Regions from separate parts of the Ovis aries genome. Here region 1 is linked to region 2. A link is a contact called in public Hi-C data. All regions are on one chromosome and are shown on one strand. Each heading gives the region's core, a stretch centred on a gene start, on an enhancer-like site or on the middle of the called end of the contact. The rest is flanking DNA. Distances are from core to core; before and after follow the strand shown.

What was found. A called contact is a pair of places that touch in the nucleus more often than the background predicts.
Region 1: a Hi-C map of muscle shows a contact between it and region 2, with 2.0 times the contacts expected there. The contact joins the promoter of CPEB2 here to the enhancer-like site in region 2. A contact is called at or near these places in 4 of 16 Hi-C or Micro-C datasets (blood, hypothalamus and muscle).

What each region holds. Positions count from the first base shown.
Region 1 is chr6:110,822,312-110,825,965 of ARS-UI_Ramb_v3.0, forward strand. It overlaps CPEB2 (cytoplasmic polyadenylation element binding protein 2), which reads left to right and starts at 1,598. Exons shown (of 9, transcript XM_027971200.3): 1 at 1,598-3,546. The coding sequence starts at 1,867. LOC132660023 (a long non-coding RNA gene) reads right to left here and starts at 1,104. Exons shown (of 3, transcript XR_009601175.1): 1 at 1-1,104.
Region 2 is chr6:110,654,292-110,657,873 of ARS-UI_Ramb_v3.0, forward strand. No RefSeq gene overlaps it. Among named protein-coding and RNA genes, the nearest start is that of TRNAS-GGA, 140 kb to the left of the region's middle. Within about 2 kb of position 2,145, at least 3 of the 54 cell types and tissues checked have an H3K27ac peak or open chromatin away from gene starts, as enhancers often do. A contact at or near this core is called in muscle, where this site is marked.

The DNA.
Region 1 (3,654 bases), core at 348-2,847, 170 kb after region 2:
CCCGTGGAATGTTTTTCTCTCTACTGTATTTATTTTGATTTGTATAAATTTGAAACACTGAAGTAACAAAAGTGGGAATGAAATTTAACTAATAGAGAATGAGGACTCATAAAAATGTACTCTTGCCTACAGCAGTAATAGTGTGCTAATTAACAACACGAAATATTTAATCTTAGTTCAGTTGTAAACCCAAACCAGATAGACTCTAAACCCATTTCTATTGCTTTTGAGATTATTAGTCTATGTTAGTCTATTTTCTAGAGTTCTTTCAGTAGTTTTTCTCTGAAAGCCAAGAAAAGTTAAAATGGCAAAAGAGGAACATAAAATTCAGTAGCTTACTAGCATGGATCACTCTGCTGTTCCTTTATCTAGACCCTCATATACATATCTCCTTCTATCTATCTAGTTCTCTATGTTAAATGTTTCTTGAGGAAATACACAGGTTGGGGGCCTCTTCTGTCGCTTCCAACAAGAGCTCTACCATGGAAAGCTCTCCTCTTCCGTTTTGCAAGTCTCAACAAGTCTGTTGCTGAGTCAGAATCTCCTTTTCCTCCCTGTTGTCAAGAAGTCTTTCTCCCTTGAAAATTCATAAAGCTTTGGAAACAGCTAAGTCTCCCGGGGGAAGGGGCGGGGATGCCCGAACTAGCGCGGCTGAGGGGGAGTTGCCCACCCCGCGGTCCGCCGGCCCCGCGCGGGTCGCGCTTTCCCGACCGGGAGGGCCGGGGAGCGGGCCAGGCTTTCCCCGGGAGCTCGCCGCGGGGTCCGTCGTGTGCGCGTCTGCGTGTAAACCGCCGCGCGGGGCCGCGGGGTTTGCGGGGACTTTTGTTCGTCACCACTGAAGTAAAAACGTTTGGGACGCGGCCGGGGCTTCGTGTTTCCGCGACAGGGAACACTTCCCCGAGGTGGCGGGAGGGCGGATGACAGCACGCGGCGCGAGAGGCTTAAAAAAAACAAACACGGAAACCCGCGCGAAAAGGCGCTTTCCAGGGCGAGGCGGCCGAGTCCTGCACACTCCAGCCGGCCAGAGGCCTCCCGCGCCAAGCTCCGGGGTGGGGACGAGAGGCGCCGGGGTTCCCGCGCGGCCGCTGACGCGGAGAGCCACTCCCGGGCCTCAGTTTCCCCCGCGGGCCAGCGCCGCCTAGGGCGGACCCCTATCCCGGCGGCCCGGGGCTCCCGTGACCCAGGGAGGGGCCCGGAGAGAGACGCGGGCAGAGGGCAGGTGGCGCGCGCGACCTGCCGCAGACTCGGCCAGGACCCCGCGCCCGGAGGGGCGGTTGCCCAGGAACCGTCCGAGCCGCGCGCGCGCGTGCTCCCGTGAGCGCGCGCCGAGCGCTCAGGCGTCGCCGGCCGCCCGCCGGTCCAACCGACCGCTCCTTTTCCCGGACGCGGGGGTAGCCTGACGAGACGCGGCACTCGCTCTCGCGCCCGCGCTCGCCCCCGCCCTCCCGAGAACGCGAGCGCGTCCCCGGCCCTCATCTGTATATTCATGAGAGGCGGGGGGGCGGGGCAGCAGGGGGCGCGGCGGCCGCTGGCACGCGCGTGCCGGGACGCACCGCGGGGGGCGGCGTGATTGTGAGGTGGCGCTGACGCACGTTCCGGGCTTCTTAAGCGGCCTGGGCGGCGGCGGCCGCGGCGGCCGCGGCGGCGGAGCCCGAGCCGGTCTCGGGAGGTGGCGGTGAGCGCCGCGAGGGGTGGCGGGGGCCGAAGTCGGTGCCCCCTGGCTCAGTCACGGTGTCCCTCTTTCACTGACTCCCCCCGCCCCACCTCCTTCCACCACGGCCGCTCCACCTCAGATCCGGCGGCTTCTTAGGCAGGGCGGCGGCGGCGGACGGGGCGCGTCTCCTCCCGCGGCCGCCGGCCTGATAAATGAGGGACTTCGGCTTTGGGGTGCTGCACACCGCCCCTCTCCGAAGCAACAGCCCCGGGTCCCTGTTCAGTGGCGGGGCGTACTGTCCCTCCGCCGCGGGACCCGCCGCCCCGCTGCCCTCCGCCACGCCCTTCGGCCCGCTCTCGCCGCCGCCGTTGCCTGTCACCGGCTTCTCGGAGGCCTCCTCCCCCTTGTCGATCCCCCTCGGCTGCGGCGGCGCGGACCGCTCGGCTGCTGCCGCCGCTGCTTCCTCTTCCTCCCCGTTCCTGGCGCATCAGCAGACCATGCAGGATGAGCTGCTGCTGGGGCTGACACAGCAGCCGGCGCGGCCGCTCTCGGGGGCGGCGGCCACGGAGAAACTCCCCAACCACCACCCCGGCGGCGGCACGAACGCGGGTGTGACCCACCTCCTCCCCTCCCAGGACTTCAAACCGAGTCTGCACCACCCCTCCTCCTCCTCCGCCTCCTGCTGCTGCTGCCGCCGCACCTCCTCCCCGCAGGACTTCAGTAAGCGGCAGCAGCAGCAGCTGAGCAGCCAGAAGAGGAAAGAGTTCAGCCCTCCCCATCTTCCCCACCCTCCGGACTCGAAGCCGCTGCCTCCGTCGCTCCACTGCCCGGGCCGGTTCAGCCCGCCGCCGCCGCCGCCGCCCGGCCAGCTCCTCCAGCCGGCGCCGACCGTCCAGCGCCAGCCGCCGCCGCCGCCGCAGTTCAGCCTCCCGCACCCGCAGCACCTCCCGCCGCAGGACTTCGCCCCGCGGCAGCGCCCGGCCGACCTGCCCCCGCTCCCGCAGCTCCAGCCTTCGCCGCCCGCAGCCCCGCGGCGCCGCCACGGAGGCGCGGGCAGCCCTCGCAAGACCCCGGCCGCGGGCGAGGGCAGCGCCGCCGAGCCCCCCAATGCGGGCTTGGCCCCCTCGACGCCGCCGGTGAACCCCGCGCCGGGCTCCATGGAGTCTCCCAACCACCCTCTGCTCAACAGTCCCAGTAACCTCCTGCCCGGCGGGGCGCTCGGCGCGGGCGCCTTCAGCAGCCTGCAGAGCCCAGACCTTCCGCACCCGGGCGGCGGCGGCGGCGGCGGCAGCGGGGGCGGGGGGCCCCCCGGAGGCGGAGGGGGAGGCGGCTCCGCGTCGCCGCCGCCGCTGCCCGGCTTCGGCACCCCCTGGTCCGTGCAGACCGCGTCGCCGCCGCCCCAGTCCCAGCCGCCGCCGCCGCCCCAGCAGCCGCCGCCGCCGCCGCCTCCCCAGCAGCCGCCGCAGCCGCAGCCGCAGCCGCCGGGCTCGTCGGCCGCCACCCCGGGTGGCGGCGGTGGCGGCGGCGGCGGCGGCTCGCTCAGCGCCATGCCGCCGCCCAGCCCTGATTCGGAGAACGGCTTCTACCCCGGGCTGCCGTCGTCCATGAACCCGGCCTTCTTCCCGAGCTTTTCGCCGGTGTCCCCGCACGGCTGCGCGGGGCTCAGCGTGCCGGCGAGCGGCGGTGGCGGCGGCGGCTTCGGGGGCCCTTTCTCGGCGGCCGCCGTGCCCCCGCCGCCCGCCATGAATTTACCTCAGCAGCAGCCCCCGCCGCCCGCGGCGCCGCAGCAGCCGCAGAGCCGGAGGTCGCCCGTCAGCCCGCAGCTCCAGCAGCAGCACCAGGCGGCGGCCGCCGCCTTCCTGCAGCAGAGGAACTCCTACAACCACCACCAGGTAACGGCGGACGGGCGGCCGCCCGGCTGCGTCGCGGGGCCGGGGAGACCGCGGGCGGGGCGGCCGGAGACCGGGCTCGGCCCGAGCGGCCCCGAGGAGCCGCGGCCA
Region 2 (3,582 bases), core at 895-3,394:
GACTCTGCAACCCTATGGATTGTAGCCCACCAGGCTTCTCAGTCCATGGGATTCTCCAGGCAAGAACAGTGGAGTGGGTTGCCATACTCTCCTCCAGGGGATCTTCCTGACCCAGAGGATCACACAATTACCTCCCTCGCCCTCATACCCCACCCTCTCATCCCACCAGCCAGATGTGAGCATCAGGTAGGGACACTGGCTCTCTGTCTCCGGAGATTGAGGGCAGTCTCAATTTGAGCACAGCTGTGATGGCTTTTGGTAAACCAGGGGCCATCTGCATAGTGGTCAGAGGGATGGACTAAGGCAACTGTCTAGATTCAGATCTGTAGCTGGCCCCATACTGACTCTACAGACTTGGGCAAGTTATTCAGCTACTCAGGATCTCAGTTTCTTCATCTTTGTAATAGAGAAAATCATAGGAGATTTTTAGCTCCATTTAAATGTTTCTCTGAACAATTAGAACTTTCCATGATAGATAGGGCTGCCCCATCAGGTAATGAGCTCCCCATCATTGGGAGCATACAAGCAAGTCCATATACCCATGCATCTGCTCTTAGGGAGGATTTGTGTGGGTGAATGCTAGATGACAGGTAGACAGGAATACTGGTCCCCAAACTACCAACCTTACCAGAGTCACCCAAAGGACATTTAGCAAATGTAGTTCCAGTGGTCCCACACCTGAATGTTCTGACTACAAACATGTCAGACAGAGCTGGGTTTTTCATAGAAGGATCCAGGTGTATTAGTTTGCTAAGGCTGTCCTCACAAAGTACCACAAACTGGGACGCTTAAACAACAGATATTTGTCTCACAGTCCTAGAGCCCAGGAATTCAAGATCAAGGTACCAGTAGGTTTGGTTTCTTCTGAGGGTTTGGGGAAGAATATGTCTGAGTCTCTCTTACAACTTCTGGTGGTTCACTGGCAATAGTTATCTGTTTATAAATGCCTGCATGCCTACATACTCAGGCATGTCTGCCTCCTTGCGACCACATGGACTGTAGCCGCCAGGCTCCTCCATCCATGGGATCTCCCGGGCACGAATATTGGAGCAGGTTGCCATTTCCTCCTCCAGGAGATCTTCCCAACTCAGGGATCAAAGCTGAATCTCTTACATTGGCAAGTGAATGCTTTATCACTGTATCACCTGGGAAACTCTTCTTTAGAGATGTATCAACTCAGTATGTCTTCATCTTTGCAAAGAATCTCCCTGTGTGCATGTCATCTTTGTGTCTAAATCGCCTCTTTTTATAAGTCATCATGGATTAACCAGGCTCATGCTAAGACGCTGATCATCTGCAAAGACCCTAGTGCTGAACAAGGTGTTGGCCACAGATCCTGGGGGTTGAGACTTGAGCATCTTTTTGGAGTATACAAGCCGACTCAGAATTCCAGGTGATTCAGATGTGCAGTCAGGGTTAAGGACCAATGACAAGAACTGTAAACAAGAGCTTTCCAAATGGATGTGTAGACATCCCCAGGGAATCTCACATAACTGCAGCTTCAGATTCACAGCACCTGGAGAGCCTGGGACCCGGCTTTGAGCTGCCTTTTTTTGTTTTTTAATTCAATTTCTGAGTGTACAGGAAAAACCCTGCCAGTAGAACTCTGGATTCTTCATTCCTGATGCCCATTCAGGAGGCAGCACTCTAGCAGTAGAACGGATCCTAGGGTGGGGAAAAAAAGGATTGGGGCCCCACACTCAGGAAAAGCTGCTCTCATCCCTGTGCCCCAAGCCTTGCTCTCTTTACACGTACATATTCAGGGTTACCTCGTGGTTCTCGTCTTGTTGCCCTGTCCCCACTGCCCCCAACCCTACCACCCCAACCCCACCACCTGTTAACTCAGCCCAGCCTGAATGAACCCCGGCTGCCGGCAGCTGGCCACCAGAAGTGACGGCCCCCTGGTCACCTGCGCTGGCCAAGACAGAGGCCAGAGGCTTCCGGGCAAGCGAGGCCAGTCCCCCTAGGGGCAGAGAAATCCACCTTTGGTGTCAATCCCCGAGGCCTGCCGGAAGCGGTGCGCCCCGCCCTGCGCGCACTGTACCCCGCCTGCCGTGTAATTGCATCCGTCATGGGGCAGGCCTGGCCAGGCGCAAAGAAGACAGCTGTGTGGCCCGGCTGCAGCCCTGGGGCCACCGCCCGCGCCTCGAAGCCTCCTTAATTTATTTATAGATGCGCTTACTCTTTCTGTGGCCTAGTTAAGGACGCCTTTCCATAAATACATAGAAACGGATGTTATTCTAGAACCCACCAATAATAGACACAGCTGTAGCGCTTGCGGCTAGATTAAGAGCCCTGTCCCCAGCTCATCACCCCTTTCCCCCAAAATAGAAAATAAAGTTTTGTTTTTGTCTTTTAAGCGTTTGTATGAAAGAGAGAAATTCTGCTTAATAATGAGACGTTTCTTTCAGATCCAAGACAGGATTTCTTAGGAAACAGAACATGAGGAACTAAGGCTGTATCTTTGCCAGCTAACCGATCGAAGTCGCTTTCACCCTCCCCCTCCAGTGATGGCAATGGTTGGGTCCTCTACTTTCACCTTTAAATGTGAGCATCGGTTTAACCCAAACAAAATCCTCTTGTTCCAGAGACGATACGTGGTTCATTTATTTGCCGTATGATTTGCCAAACATATGATCTGCTGGCTTTCTCCAGTGTGGTCAGTTGTTTGGGGTGATGGCCCAGGGACTGCTCTCTGGATTTAGGGAGCAGAGGGGAAAAAAAAAAAAAAAAAAAAAGCACGTCATCACAGAACTGTGAATGAGTCTCCAGCCTGCATCCTTTTGTTTTTTTCTCCCAGTTTGTTCTACAGACCCTTAATTCTATTATCCAGCTGTAATTTGGCTCTGTGTCTCTCCAACATTTTCTCCTTTCTTCTGCCCCCTTTCTTTTTAATCGATTGATTCATCTGTAATTGGATTTTCTCTGGCTCTTACCAGCTATTAAAAGTATCTATGTGTGTGTATGTGAGTGAGCTTTGTAACTAGGTCACCCTTTCAAATGCCTGGCCATCCTGACTCTTGTTCAGGTTTCTTGGTATGAATTCAATTCCACGGTTCCTTTTGAAGGGACAGGACACCCCAAAGGGAACTGCATGCTTTGGAAGCAGACAAATCCATATCCTGTTGCATTTTTTGTTTTGTGTGAGGCTGATGTTAATTGAGCTCATACTATGTGCCAGGAGATTTTTCAAGCACTTTACAAGCATTCATAACCCTCACTGCATGCTTTTAAAGCAGGCACTATTATTAGCACATTTTACAATAAAAGCATGGCAACAGAGGCGGTTCAGGGGCTTACCCACTATCACAAATGAGTTATTTCTAAAAAAATTTTTTATATTATATATATAATGTAATTAAGATCTTGCTATTGCTAAGTCACTTCAGTCGTGTCCGACTCTGTGTGACCCCGCAGACGGCAGCCCACCAGGCTCCCTCATCCCTGGGATCCTCCAGGCAAGAACACTGGAGTGGGCTGCCATTTCCTTCTCCGATTAAGATATAATTATATTTTATTTTGTATTAGGGCTTCCCTGGTGGCTCAGCAGTAAAGAATCCAGCAGCCAACACAGGACACCCA